5 separate regions of the Mus musculus genome follow, and regions 2, 3, 4 and 5 are each linked to region 1. A link is a contact called in public HiChIP or PLAC-seq and promoter capture Hi-C data. All regions are on one chromosome and are shown on one strand. Each heading gives the region's core, a stretch centred on a gene start, on an enhancer-like site or on the middle of the called end of the contact. The rest is flanking DNA. Distances are from core to core; before and after follow the strand shown.

Evidence for each region. Promoter capture Hi-C pulls out the DNA fragments that hold promoters and counts their contacts. HiChIP or PLAC-seq counts read pairs in DNA pulled down with a chosen protein or histone mark.
Region 2: a contact with region 1 is called in a promoter capture Hi-C map of pre-B cells, with 4 times the contacts expected there. The contact joins the promoter of Foxc1 here to the promoter of Uqcrfs1 in region 1. A contact is called at or near these places in 2 of 39 promoter capture datasets (the C10 cell line and pre-B cells) and 1 of 484 Hi-C or Micro-C datasets (pre-B cells).
Region 3: a promoter capture Hi-C map of embryonic stem cells shows a contact between it and region 1. The contact joins the enhancer-like site here to the promoter of Uqcrfs1 in region 1. A contact is called at or near these places in 5 of 39 promoter capture datasets (the 3T3-L1 cell line, the C10 cell line, embryonic stem cells and 1 more) and 2 of 115 datasets of contacts at active chromatin or transcription factors (astrocytes and large pre-B cells).
Region 4: an H3K4me3 HiChIP or PLAC-seq map of pro-B cells shows a contact between it and region 1, with 15 times the contacts expected there. The contact joins the promoter of Foxf2 here to the promoter of Uqcrfs1 in region 1. A contact is called at or near these places in 13 of 39 promoter capture datasets (the 3T3-L1 cell line, the C10 cell line, the HPC-7 cell line and 8 more), 2 of 15 datasets of contacts at CTCF or cohesin (CD8 T cells and large pre-B cells), 28 of 484 Hi-C or Micro-C datasets (the 63-12 cell line, B cells, the C10 cell line and 17 more), 27 of 115 datasets of contacts at active chromatin or transcription factors (the 230-238 cell line, CD8 T cells, the NIH/3T3 cell line and 18 more) and 4 of 9 other capture datasets (adipose tissue, embryonic stem cells, liver and 1 more).
Region 5: an H3K27ac HiChIP or PLAC-seq map of extraembryonic endoderm stem cells shows a contact between it and region 1, with 5 times the contacts expected there. The contact joins the promoter of Foxq1 here to the promoter of Uqcrfs1 in region 1. A contact is called at or near these places in 6 of 39 promoter capture datasets (embryonic stem cells, hippocampal neurons, liver and 2 more), 1 of 15 datasets of contacts at CTCF or cohesin (large pre-B cells), 7 of 484 Hi-C or Micro-C datasets (B cells, CD8 T cells, Th2 cells and 2 more), 8 of 115 datasets of contacts at active chromatin or transcription factors (embryonic stem cells, extraembryonic endoderm stem cells, large pre-B cells and 2 more) and 2 of 9 other capture datasets (embryonic stem cells and liver).

What each region holds. Positions count from the first base shown.
Region 1 is chr13:30,543,869-30,546,634 of GRCm38.p6, forward strand. Uqcrfs1 (ubiquinol-cytochrome c reductase, Rieske iron-sulfur polypeptide 1) reads right to left here and starts at 1,448. Exons shown (of 2, transcript NM_025710.2): 1 at 1,166-1,448. The coding sequence starts at 1,379.
Region 2 is chr13:31,805,251-31,808,016 of GRCm38.p6, forward strand. Foxc1 (forkhead box C1) reads left to right here and starts at 1,396. Exons shown (of 1, transcript NM_008592.2): 1 at 1,396-2,766. The coding sequence starts at 1,958.
Region 3 is chr13:31,682,187-31,684,952 of GRCm38.p6, forward strand. No RefSeq gene overlaps it. Among named protein-coding and RNA genes, the nearest start is that of Gm25186, 54 kb to the right of the region's middle. Within about 2 kb of position 1,440, at least 8 of the 459 cell types and tissues checked have an H3K27ac peak or open chromatin away from gene starts, as enhancers often do. A contact at or near this core is called in embryonic stem cells, where this site is marked.
Region 4 is chr13:31,624,369-31,627,134 of GRCm38.p6, forward strand. Foxf2 (forkhead box F2) reads left to right here and starts at 1,448. Exons shown (of 2, transcript NM_010225.2): 1 at 1,448-2,766. The coding sequence starts at 1,712.
Region 5 is chr13:31,556,848-31,559,613 of GRCm38.p6, forward strand. It overlaps Foxq1 (forkhead box Q1), which reads left to right and starts at 1,323. Exons shown (of 1, transcript NM_008239.4): 1 at 1,323-2,766. The coding sequence starts at 2,070.

The sequences.
Region 1 (2,766 bases), core at 198-2,697:
CTAACCATGGTGGCTCTGGGAAGACAGTCAGGAAGACCTTGAGTCTGAGGACAGCCTAGGATACATAGTGAGACCCTGCCTCAAAGAGAGGCAGGACAGACAGACAGAGAGGCAGGATTAGAATGAATGCAGAGTGAAAAGCTGTCTAAGAAGGCAATTTGGTTGACATGTAGAAAGGTCATAAACTCAACCCCAAGCAGTGCCAAGTAGGTAATACACTGAACAATCATAGTATGTTACTTTGCTTGGTATAGAGGAGAAAGCTATATGGATGCGATCTTCATTCTTTTAAAGTGAATGATATTTCTAAACTCAATGGTCCCTGTGAACTTGAAATCAAGGTTTAATCTACTTGAAAAAGTGAAGAGTCAGTCAACTATCGGAGCAGAAACCAAACGAGCCCAGTGCAGCTTCCCACATTTCAGGAGACACCAGAAAGCTTTCTAGATTTTTAAGTCACAAGGGAATGTGAAGCAGACTTAGATAAACTAGGAAGAGACCGCACTGCATAGATTCCCACTGTGTGGGTCACTTCACCTCTGTTTTCTGTATTAAAAAAAAAAAAAAGTATCATTTCTGACTGCCTCGCCTTCACGACTAAGTAAGATTATGAAAGCCGTAGAGCCTGGTATCTGAAACCACTGCTGATCCCCTACAGTGGAACTGACAGGGCTGGTTTTGTGTCTATAGGGATGGGGCTGCTAGGGAGTTAAGATGCTGAAAAGCGACTGTACCAGTACACTGACAACTTCCTACATGGTTGTTTCAATTTCTATTTTGAACACTTATCGTCTAAACCGTACCAATGGCTTTACATAGAATTCTCTAGTGTAAGACTCACAACACCCCTACAAAGTTGTGGTAACATCGAGGAAACTTGCCCAAGGTCAAATTCCTGTAACTAACAGTATCTTAGCCATGATACAGGGAGGCCGATCTTAATCAAGAAAGTCAAGTGAAGCCTGAGGAGGGAACCCAGACTGACGTGCAGACCGGCTCCTGACTCCTGGGGGATGCAGCTACGGGAGCATCCCGTCACCGTGAGCCCGCCTGCTCCGGGGAGCGCTCGGCCTGCCAAGGTAGCCGCGGCCGGCCCACCACATCCCAGCACACCGCCCTCCGCCGCCGCAGGGAACGAGATCGGGGTACTCCGAAGCCGGCTCACCGTTCAGGCCCACCGTGGCCACCAAAGGCCGGGCTGCGGCCTGGCCACTCAGGGACTCGCGGCACAGGAAGGGTCGCTTCACATCCAGAACAGGTGGCTCCGAGGCGGCGGGCACCGCGCCTTGCAGCAGAGGACGCAGCGCGCCCGCCACCCCGCGGGAAGTGGCCGATAGGACGGGCGCGAACGGGCCCGAGCGGGCGGCGACCGACAACATGGCGACAGCTGCTCAAACCACCTCGTCGGTCACAGGGACGACCTTTCGTTCGAACGACGGCCCGAAGAGGAGCGGGAGGCGCAGGGTTTGTGACGTCAGCGCGACGCCGGAAAGGGCGTTTCGCAAGGTTGAGCGAATCGGGAGGGACGCCGCGTTGGGGGCGTGGCTTCGGGCGCAGGTTGGGGCCCGGGCAGGAAAGGGCAGGGCCTGGAGACACTCTGGTGTCTGACTCGGTCGCCCTGCCCCAGGAAAACCGAAGTCGGGAGGGATTTCTTGTGGTCGTGATTGAGATCCTTCATTTAGGGCAAAACCTTAAATCGGGGACGACCGAGGCATGAGAAAAAAAAAAACAACAGGCTACTACTACTTCCTAACGCCTATCACCTAGAATAAATACCAACCGCTTTTTGTCTTTTGCCAAGACGATTTTGATCTTCTTACAACAAAAGAGCCAGAAACCTATATGCAAGGTTTGACAAAAACAAAACAAAACAAAACAAAACAAAACGGTGGCTTACGATTATTCATGATCTACTACGCTTTTGATTTGGTAGTTTCCTTCGTTGTTCATTTGTAATTATGATCTTGATGAAATAACACTATTGATACCAGCATTTTACCAGTGAAGGACCTGGTCCTTAGACCCTTTGCTCTGCATAGATTGCCAGGAAGCAGTGGAGTATTGTAGACCCCTGAGGGGTTTTTGTTTGTTTGTTTGTTTGTTTGTTTCTGAACAAGTGGGGTTTCCCAAGTGATGTTCAGCAGTACAAAAGGGAGGGACTCTTACTCTCCTTCACATAGTGAGAAAACTGCCAACTTTCTAACTTCTCTTTCAGTTCTGACTACACCACTAACAAAGTCTCTGTGAGGTGCTAATAAACGTTAATCCCTCTTACACTTGAAAATCTCCACTTTTCCAAGTAGAACAAACCTTGATTTCAAGTTCACACAGACAATTGAGTTTAGAGATGGCATTCACTTTCAAAGAATGAAGTTCTCATCCATACAACTTTCTCTATACCAAATACTTCGTTTATTCTTTTAGGGTTTAAAAAGAAAAAACAGTAAAAAAAAAAAACTAAGAATTTAAGCACTGCACACTCTGGCATGATTGTGATATGATGCTTGTATAATACATGGACTCTAGGACCTTGGCTGGTTTCTAAACCTTTGGAATTGTAAAACAATGTAGTTGTGTTGTTTTAAGACACTATGTTTGTTATAGCAGCAATGTAAAACAACACCCAGGAGATCCGGGCCCTCACAGAGGAATGATTGCAGGTGTCCTTAGCCAGGGAGGATACTTGCTGCCTAGTCTGGGTCCTTTCTTGTCACTGTCACTTCATTCAGTTATGTTCTGAACAGGGACAGGACCTGGGATAACCCC
Region 2 (2,766 bases), core at 146-2,645, 1.3 Mb after region 1:
GTGTTAGTGAGGGAAAGAAGGTTCAAGTCGGTAAACCTTTTGACTCCCAGCAAGTCCTAGCGTTAAAGATTACCAGAAATCGGAGGAACCGAGGTGAAAAATATTCACAAACACTTTTTCACAGTGTTTCTCTCAAACCCATCTTCTAGCAAACGACCTGGTGCCCACTCTGTCAGATTTTTTTTTTCTGGACCAGTTGCTGAAATACAGGGTTGTTTTTCAGTCAGAGGGAGGCCTATCCTCTCAGATCCTCCAATACCGCCCCCCCACCCCCATCTCTACCCATCCTGTTCTAGTCACCCAGAGGCTGCAGCCTTGAGGTTTAATCACGGAATATCTAGGATCATTCGGGGCTTATCTCTTCAAAATCTTTAAGCCGCCTTGTAGGTGCAATTCTGAACACTTCCTCCAACTCAGACTCTGTGAGACAGCTGCCCTGGAATGGGTAGAGGCTGAGAGTGGCTGGGGGAAGCCTTAAGTTCTTGGGGATATTTACCTGACTCTGCTTCACCACAACTACTAATGTCACCGAGCTCTTTTGAACTTAACTGCCCCTACGAGCCAAAATGTACTGGTCAGGACAGAGGGGCAACGCATGGTTTGTCGAGGAAACTTCTGGAGTCCTCTTAGCCCGAACTCTCTAGCTCTTTTAAGCCCTGGAACGCCTGTGAACCCCGTGCTCCTCAATGTGGCCTACACATTCCATCAGCTTAACACACGTTTGAAGTTCCAAGTTTCTATCCCCTCCGCTTACTGCTAGCAGGGAGTGGGGCGAGGCACCGAAATACCATCTTCTTCCTCACTGGAACCCCGGCGGCTGTAACAGCCTTGGTAACCTAAAGTCGGACTGGAGAACCTGCCTGTGGAGAGCAAATGTGATGTTGGTGTGACCGGTGATAGCAGGGAGAGGGATATTCGGAAAGGAGAGGACAAGGGATGGGCGGAGGGCTGGAAAGGACGGAGAAACTCCCGGCGCTGGAGACAGCACGGTAGAGTAAGGACTGAGGCAGATCCTGTGTGACTCGAGGGCTCCGTGGAGGCCTGGGAACAGTGGACGCAGGAAGGGTCTCCGGGCCGGTGAGGACTCCGAAAGTCCGCAGACCGGGAGAACCGCAGAGTCTGGGAGTGAGTGGGTGGGTGCGGTGGGAGGACCGAGCGCGGGCTGCGGGCAGGGGCGCGGGCGCCGGGCCCGGGCAGCCGGCGCGCGTGTGGTCAGCCCCGCGGTCCTCCAGCCGCCAGGAGCGGGCCGGCAGAGCTCGGCCGCTGGCTCATTCACAGGCGTCTCTCGCCTCCCATTGGCTGCCGCCTCCGTAGTGGGGCGGGGCTCCCCTGCCCGGAAAAAAATGTAACTGCGTAAAAAAGTCCTCGCCTGGGTGACGGATGCTCAAAAGTTCAGAAGTTTTCCCAATGCTTCCTTAAGCGGCCGGCGCAAGAGACTGAGAAAAGGTGACGCGGGGGCCCGGGAAGGCGGCCGGCGCGCTGCCCCCGCCCCTGGTTATTTGGCCGCCTTAGCCAGCAGCCCCGAGCAGTGTCTCCTGGAAGGCGCAGGCAGTGGCGAGCAGGGCGCCTTATTTTTTTTATTTGTTTTTGTTTTTTTTTTTTTTTAATTTTTTTTTAACTTTTGTCTCTTTTTTTGCCCCGACTGCGCCTGGAAGTTGATCCGAACGTTCCTCCGAGGCGGCTTGCAGCGTCCTGGTCTGGCCCTCTCCGGGTGCAGCGACCCTCCCTCGCCGCCCGCGCGGGAACTGAGTGGGCTGCGAGGCGCCAGGCGAGCGCAGGGAGAGGCCGAGCGGCCCAGGGCGCAAGGAGGCGGCCGCGGCCGGGACAGACGCAGCGCGGAGGGGCCCGCGGTAGCTCGGCGCGGCCCGGACTCGGACTCGGCGGCCGGTGCGGCGCGGCCCGGCCCGAGCGAGGGTGGGGGGCGGCGGGCTGCGCCTGGCGGCGGCGAGCCGGGGCCATGCAGGCGCGCTACTCGGTGTCCAGCCCCAACTCCCTGGGAGTGGTGCCCTACCTCGGCGGCGAGCAGAGCTACTATCGCGCTGCCGCGGCGGCGGCCGGGGGCGGCTACACCGCCATGCCGGCCCCTATGAGCGTGTACTCGCACCCTGCTCACGCCGAGCAGTACCCGGGCAGCATGGCGCGCGCCTACGGGCCTTATACGCCGCAGCCGCAGCCCAAGGACATGGTGAAGCCGCCCTACAGCTACATCGCTCTTATCACCATGGCCATCCAGAATGCCCCGGACAAGAAGATCACTCTGAATGGCATCTACCAGTTCATCATGGACCGCTTCCCCTTCTATCGGGACAATAAGCAGGGCTGGCAGAACAGCATACGGCACAACCTCTCGCTCAACGAGTGCTTCGTCAAGGTGCCCCGCGACGACAAGAAGCCAGGCAAGGGCAGCTACTGGACGCTCGACCCGGACTCCTACAACATGTTCGAGAACGGCAGCTTCCTGCGGCGGCGGCGGCGCTTCAAGAAGAAGGACGCAGTGAAGGACAAGGAGGAGAAGGGCCGGCTGCACCTCCAAGAACCGCCACCGCCGCAGGCCGGCCGCCAGCCCGCGCCCGCGCCCCCGGAGCAGGCCGAGGGCTCCGCTCCCGGGCCACAGCCGCCGCCCGTGCGCATCCAGGACATCAAGACGGAGAACGGTACGTGTCCCTCGCCTCCCCAGCCCCTGTCCCCGGCTGCCGCCCTAGGCAGCGGCAGCGCCGCCACAGTGCCCAAAATCGAGAGCCCCGACAGCAGCAGCAGCAGCTTGTC
Region 3 (2,766 bases), core at 190-2,689, 1.1 Mb after region 1:
CATCTCAGTTGCTGCATATCCTATTCTTGAAGTTGACTAACATTTTATCCTGAATTATTAGCTTACAGGGAGGTGGAAAAATTGGTGTTGTTTTTTTTTTCCTTTTAGTGTTCTCTTAATTTGTGGCCTGAGAATCCTCAACCATCCTCAGAAACATTTCACTATAAGATGGCATTGGATATTTATCAGTTTTATCATCCATGATTCATTTCCCTCATCTTTGTGTTTAATTTCTATTTTTTAAGAACAGCTGTGCTTCAAGTATATTTTACATATTTTACACATATTTTACATATTTACACATATGGGTAAAATATACACAGTATATTTTACACATATCTACCCTTTCCGTTTACTGCAAGCTCATCCGGTGTCCAACCAAAAGAAATATTCCTCAGGAGGGTGATGGATATTCAGGAATGCATAAGGGCATCATCTGGGAAAGGAGAGTCTTGAGATTTCCAGGCCCAAGTCCCAGATAAAGACCTTGGACCTCACCACCCCCCTTCTGAGCAGGTTACCTCCCATTCTCTTCTATGCATCCTTGTTTTTCCAGAACCAACCCCTTATTCTTAAAGCCTGACTCTTCCTTCCCTAGAGGACTGATTTATTTAATCAAGACTTTCCCCCTTGTCCATAGTGTTTGGACCAACTCAATGATGAATGACAAGGAGCTCTTCCTAAAATGAAACAAGCATCAAAGGACAAGAAAGGAGCGTGATGGTGGAATAAACCTCTTAAAAATGAAAATAGAAGAGTTTATGGTTCCAACTCTATGACGTTCTGCAACAGATGAAACTATGCTGGTGTTAAAGGCTCAGTGGTTGACAGGGGTTCAAGGGTAGGACAGAGGAGTAGGCAGGTCATGGGGGAAATGCTTTGGTGTGACACTATAAATGTAGACATATGTCATTATACATTTTGCCCAGACCTATAGAATTTCTTTCCAACAAGAATAAGCCCTAATGTAATCATCTCTGGACTGAGAGACCTGTAGAAGAGTATTAACACACTTTCTGGATTTGTCTGTGAGGCCATATCCAGAAAGGAGTAGATCACGAGGGCTCAGACTTAACATGAATGAATTAATCTGAATACAGTGGCATTCCTGAAAAGCAAGAGGATGTGCTGGTAGCTGAGGAAGGTCTGACTAAACGTGTAAGGAGTGGCAGAATCCTGAATAGATGTGAATTCTTGGCATGGGCATAGCTGTGTCAAAGACCCAGATGTCTCAGACCCATGGAAGCAACAAAGCCTTCCCTAGAGATGAGGCACAGAGGGAGGACAAAGCCTGCCTCTGGGCCAAACATAAATGTTTAGGAACGATTGGGGGCAGTGTATGCAAAAGTTAGCACCTGCAGCTTCTTCCTCCCAGATGACTGTAACCTGAGACTGCTTTCCTACAGAGACCTCCTTAAGGGATTATCTCACGCTCTCTTCTGTTCTGTACTTAAAAAAATGTCCTGAGGTTTCTGCGTATGGTGCAGTTGGTGCTGCACCCTTGGAGTGAGCACGGCCCACCTGATGCCAGCTTTTCTGTCTGTGTGTCTGTCCTTTCTTCATTCCCTCATTGCTCCAGTCTGATTTCCAGGACCCATAAGCTGGGAGCTTGAGGTGAGTGGGATTTTGCTGAAGTGACAGTACTATACAGTCCTCAAAGTAGGGAACACACGGACTATTCATTGATCAGATGAGGGAACACTACAGAGAGAAGTTTAAAAAAAAAAATAGTGTAACAAGAAAGATAAAAATAGGGGCTGGAGAGATGGCTCAGCGGTTAAGAGCACTAACTGCTCTTCCCAAGGTCCTGAGTTCAAATCCCAGCAACCACATGGTGGCTCACAGCCATCCGTAATGAGATCTGACACATCTTCTGGTGTATCTGAAGACAGCTACAGTGTACTTAGATACAATAATAAATAAATCTTTTTTTAAAAAAAGAAAGATAAAAATAAGGGAAAGAGAGTGAGCACAATTGTAAGTGTGAGGTACTTAACTGTCAACAGGGAAATGCTGTTTTGCTTGCTTGTTTATGAAATTGCTGCATTTGACATTAGAATTCCCACTTGGCTCACCAGCAGTTTTAAAATCAGATATGCACTGTAAGCAAACTGCCAAACCCACGGGGAGCCCTATCTCAGAGATGCAAGAGGTTACCTCAAGATAACCCCTCTTGGTCTTACCCACTTGATCCATTCAAAGACCACATTATTACCGTGATGTACTATACCCAGAGAGTACCCAGAGAGGGGACAGGATCCCGAGCATTAAGAAGGTATCAAAGGCTGTGAGGTACCCACTGGTGCCATGCCTTTTGATGGGGGACACAGACTCATGTTTTGTATGATACTCCTGATGATACCAGGCCTCAGAGCTCATGGTCTGCACCCTTAGAGAGATGTCCTTGGTTGTGACCAACATGGTTTTGTAACCCAGAATTGATGTTGATTTAGAAGGACTTTGGGTACCAGACAGAAGAGTCTCCTTAATGCAGCTACACTCTGCACAGTACTGTCACTTCTGCAAAACCTTGATTTTGCACCTTGATTTTGACTTCTGCATGTTGATTAAGATGCAATGGGCCTATTACAAAAACAAAAGCAGGATGTAATAAATTTTGACAAAATATAGAGATATAGTGGAGCCTGCATGTATTGCTGCTAGGGAAATACAATGTTCCAGTCATTATGGAAAAGTACATGGAGATTCCTTAAAAAGTTAAATATACAATACAATATACGGCAGCAGTTAAATTTCTGGGCTTGT
Region 4 (2,766 bases), core at 198-2,697, 1.1 Mb after region 1:
TTCCCAGGCTTTCTGCGTACACAACACAAACCCAGTCCTCTCAGGGCTGGCGCAGTGCTGTGCCTACCATTTGCTACTCTGATGGGCATCTCCTTCCCTCTGGGCCAGGCCACCAGCCCTGGTGTGGTCAGGCCTCCTTCAGCTTGCAACTCGCTTTGCAGCCCCTGTCCGGGGTCAGACTACATTTCCCCGCACGTGTAATCCAATAACTAACTGTCGGGTCTCATTGGAATGATTTCTCCCGAGGGCCATCTCTCTCTGAGCCGACTCTTACTTAGAGGAATAAGCCACAACTGGAGGAGTGTTCTCGAATGGAGGGAGCTGGGCCACGGAACATAGGGAGTGGGGGGGGGGTGCACCGGAAGACAGACGCTGTAAACCCACTGGCAGCTGTGCAGACCTTCCTTGTTGATAATAAATACAACTATCTCCTTACTCAGGGTCTCTCTTGCTCTCTCTCAGCATGAAGTGGAAATGACAAGTCAGTGGAAAATGGAAGCAAATAAAAAACCGAATCCATTCGACTCAAAAGAGTGTCTAAGAGGTGGCCCCAGGTTTCTCCACCCAAACCCCTTGCTCAGCTGACAATCTGTTCATAACTGCCCCGGGCACAGCTCAAGGGCGTCCAGTGTTTGCCCTCTGCTGTGACCTCTCAGAAGCCTGCATGTCCAGCCAGAGAGAGAGAGAGAGAGAGAGAGAGAGAGAGAGAGAGAGAGAGAGAGACCCGGAGTTGGCACGTTACCTTGGGACGTCTGGCACCCTGGCGTGTGGCTGAGGGCAGCACTGCCTAAATGAAGTTGACAGATGGTGTCAGTTCGGGCACTGGGGACCGTGGCTAAGGAAGCTCTTCCAGGGCACAGTCTCCCCAAGACTCAGCCCCCACAGGGTCCGGCGGGGGTGGAGGAGGGGCAGGGTGTGTCCGGGCACGGATCGCTAGGTTGGGGGCACTTCTGGGATAGGATACGGGCTGCTGGAAGGAACAGAGAATGAATTGCTGAAGTTAGGAGTAATCGAGTCTGGCCAAGGTTGGGAGTTCTCCCTGCTGAATGCGGGTGTATCTGCGGCTTTGAAGAGGACAGACTGGGAAAGGGAAAGAGCCCCGAGAGGAATTAGTAGTGCCAGCAGGACCCCGGAGAGTCCGGGAGGCGATAAGAGCAGGAGCCCGCCGCCAGGTCCAGAGGGGGAGGAGTGACGCGAGCCCTGTGCGCCCTCCCCGTGGCGGGCGGCGCGGAGCAAGGAGGGGGCAGGGCGGGGTGGGGTGGAGGGAGGGAGCGAGGGAGGGAGGGAGCGAAGCTGCCGCGGGGAGGGCGCGCCAGGGAGGAAGTCCAAGAGACAGAGAGAAGAGCACTCCTGAAAGAAGACGACGGGCTAGTCCCCGGGGTCCGGGCTGAGGTCTTGGCTCGAGGGCGCAGCTGTCCAGCTCTGGGCAGCGTCGCCTCAGTGGCTTAGGAGACGGTTGCGCAAGGAGCCGGCCGGAGGCTCGGAAGAGGGATGCGCGGGGCGTTGCCTCCGACCCGCCGCCGCCGCCGCCGCCCGAAGCCCCAGAGGAGCTGAGGGAGGCGACGCCGAAGCGCTGGCCCGCAGTGGCCCGGGCTGCAGCGCGGCCGGCGCAGTAGGGCACTCGCCCGATTTGTGGACCGACCCGGCTCCGGCGCCGCCGATCCCGGTCCGGGGTCCGCCCCCCAGGCCCGGCCTCGTTCCCGATTCCCAGATGAGCACCGAGGGCGGGCCTCCGCCACCCCCGCCGCGCCCGCCGCCTGCCCCACTCCGCCGCGCGTGCAGCCCGGCGCCCGGCGCGCTCCAGGCCGCCTTGATGAGCCCGCCACCCGCCGCCACCCTGGAGTCCACTTCGTCGTCGTCATCATCATCCTCTGCCTCCTGTGCCTCGTCCTCTTCTAACTCCGTCAGCGCCTCGGCCGGTGCTTGCAAGAGTGCGGCTAGCAGCGGCGGCGCGGGCGCCGGGAGTGGAGGCACCAAGAAGGCAACCTCGGGGCTGCGGCGGCCGGAGAAGCCTCCTTACTCGTACATCGCGCTCATCGTCATGGCCATCCAGAGCTCGCCCAGCAAGCGCCTGACGCTCAGTGAGATCTACCAGTTCCTACAGGCGCGCTTCCCCTTTTTCCGTGGCGCCTACCAGGGCTGGAAGAACTCCGTGCGCCACAACCTCTCGCTCAACGAGTGCTTCATCAAGCTGCCCAAGGGCCTCGGGAGACCTGGTAAGGGCCACTACTGGACCATCGACCCGGCCAGCGAATTCATGTTTGAGGAGGGTTCGTTCCGCCGCCGGCCGCGCGGCTTCAGGCGGAAGTGCCAGGCTCTCAAACCCATGTACCATCGCGTGGTGAGCGGCTTGGGCTTCGGGGCCTCGCTGCTGCCCCAGGGCTTCGACTTCCAAGCGCCCCCGTCGGCGCCTCTGGGTTGCCACGGTCAAGGCGGTTATGGTGGCCTCGACATGATGCCCGCGGGCTATGATACAGGGGCGGGTGCTCCGGGCCACGCGCATCCACACCACCTCCACCACCACCACGTCCCCCACATGTCGCCCAACCCGGGCTCCACCTATATGGCCAGCTGCCCGGTGCCCGCAGGTCCTGCGGGCGTCGGTGCGGCAGCGGGTGGCGGCGGTGGCGGCGGGGACTATGGGCCGGACAGCAGCAGCAGCCCTGTGCCCTCATCCCCGGCTATGGCAAGCGCCATTGAGTGTCACTCGCCCTACACTAGCCCTGCGGCACATTGGAGCTCGCCTGGCGCTTCACCTTACCTCAA
Region 5 (2,766 bases), core at 73-2,572, 1.0 Mb after region 1:
CCAGGACCTAGGGACCATCCATTTGCGGGCAGGAGCTAAGAGGAACCCCTTGAAAGAGGCTGTTTTTCGAGGCTGGAGGAACGCACCACGTGGTAAACAGTTACTCCCTGCATACTACAAAACATCAGATTCCTGCTGGCTGTCAAGATGCCCACTGCATTCTGAGCGCCTTTACGGCTTCTTGACTTAAGAGAAGAGAAGCTTGTGTATGCTTTCCACACAAATGGTGGAAAGTAATAAAATAAACTTCAAACATGCTCTCCCACATAGTCGCAGCCTCAACATTATTCGCAACAAAAGCAGGAAGAAGGAGGAAGCTGGCGTGGTAGGCATAGGGTCAAAAGTGCACCCTTCCTAGTGCAAGGCCCCTTTCCTTGGAGAACTGACACAGAGTTGTCAGGGAGTCGGAGGAGTTGCAGAAGAGGCCTCCTTTCCTGTTTGACACCCGTGCCACTAAAGCCAAGGCAAGTTCTAGAGCACAGTTGCAGACAAATAGCGATAAACACGCCTTGCCTTTGCCTCATGCCCCAAGGAACACACATCCTCCCGTGATTCTTGTTGATTGCTAGACCCGGGCACTGCATGGCTGTGGGCAAAGCCCACGTCACAAGACTTCGGAAGGGACTCAAGGCAGGCAGAGCCGGGCACCTCTCTTGCAAAGCGGCCTCCCGGTAAAAGTATGGGGCGTTGCCTCCTTCCCCCCAGAGCCTCCAGCCAGGTATGACAAAATAAAAGTGAAAGTCGGAAGCCGGCTAAGAAACAAGAGGCACGATCAACCAAAAAGAATCATAGAATTTCAAGCTCGTGGTTTTTACTTGTTACAAGGGGTAAAGTTGGCCATAGAGAGGAAGTAAGAGGAAGGGCACGAAAGAGGTCAATGCAAAGGCTGTTCCACGGGGTGTCTGCAGTTCAGCGATTCAATTATCACCAGGGATTTCCTTTCCTAAGAATATTGGCTCTCCTTGCCAAAAAAATCCGCAGGCTGCACGCAGCGCGCAGCTCAGGACGGCGGCCAGACCTATGCAACCAGTCCCTCGGCCTAAGCCCTTTTAGGTGTCTCTCTGGAGCGTCCAAAAAGTGTCAGCTCTACCAGGTATAGGAGAGCAATCGTCTTGGTGAGTCCGGGGGGCGCAGAAACCCACTCGGTGGCCGCGGGAAGCCAGAAGCTCCTACCTGCGCAGCGGGGCGGGCGGGGCAGCCGCACAGGCGCGCACACTCGCGCGCACACCCTAGCCGTGCGCTCGCTCCCCATTGGCGAGACCGAAAGGGCGGGGCCGGCCAGACCCAAAACAAACAACCTGCGCCCGCGGAGACTCTGTGGCCGCGCCGCCGCGTGGCCTCGGCCTGATGAACGCCTTGGGGGGAGCCGCGGCCACCTCGGCCACCTAGTTCCCCCACCCCCTGGCCGTGGGCGCCCAGGCCCCGCCCGCGCGGAGCCGCCGCAGGGTTATATTGGGCCGGACCGAAGGTGGAGGCGAGATTCTGCTGCGGCCGGCCAGCGCGGACATGCTGCCCGGGAAGCCGGGGGTGGCAAGGCGGCTGCGGGTGCGGCGGCCTCGAAGACTCCTTTCTATGGGCTCTCGAGGCTGAAGACGTCCTATCCTCAAAAGTAGCGGGTGCGCCAGCAGACGTCAGGTCGGTGCCTGAGACCTAGACATCCAGCGAAGGAACACTTTTGGACGCCCAGACCGATAGCATAAGCGCCGGCTCGGTCCTCCCAGCACGAAATCCTAAGGCTGGTGTGTCCTGGCCCCCGCTTCGCAGGGTGGCCCCTCATTCCTCGCTTGTCTTCCGCTCAAAGTCTCTAAACCTCGGAGTAAGGACAGCACTGCACCAACTTCTATCACTCCACTCCTCACTTCACCCAACAATCAAAACCCCTCCCAAAAAAAATCCCAGCGGAGGAGAACCTTTCGGAAAAGCGTCTCTCTCGGAAAGACGCAGGAGCGGTCCCTCCCAGGAGAAGACAGACTCAGCGGGCCACGGGATCGCCACTCCGGGCGCCACTCGCTTCCTACGACCTCGCAGGAAAGGGGTAACTGTGCCGGACTGGAAGCACCAGCGCCGGCATGAAATTGGAGGTGTTCGTCCCACGCGCAGCCCACGGGGACAAAATGGGCAGCGATCTGGAGGGGGCCGGCAGCAGCGACGTGCCATCTCCACTGTCCGCGGCTGGTGACGACTCCTTAGGCTCAGACGGGGACTGTGCAGCCAACAGCCCGGCGGCGGGCAGCGGCGCCGGGGATCTGGAAGGTGGCGGCGGCGAGAGGAATTCGAGTGGCGGGCCGAGCGCCCAAGACGGTCCGGAGGCAACTGATGACAGCAGAACGCAGGCCTCCGCGGCAGGGCCGTGCGCGGGCGGCGTGGGCGGCGGCGAGGGCGCGCGCAGCAAGCCGTACACGCGGCGGCCCAAGCCCCCATACTCCTACATCGCTCTCATCGCCATGGCCATCCGCGACTCCGCGGGCGGACGCCTGACACTGGCCGAGATCAACGAGTACCTCATGGGCAAGTTCCCCTTTTTCCGGGGCAGCTACACGGGCTGGCGCAACTCCGTGCGCCACAACCTCTCGCTCAACGACTGTTTCGTCAAGGTGCTGCGCGACCCCTCGCGGCCCTGGGGCAAGGACAACTACTGGATGCTCAACCCCAACAGCGAATACACCTTCGCCGACGGGGTCTTCCGCCGCCGCCGCAAGCGCCTCAGCCACCGGACCACAGTCTCCGCGTCCGGGCTGCGGCCGGAGGAAGCCCCACCCGGACCTG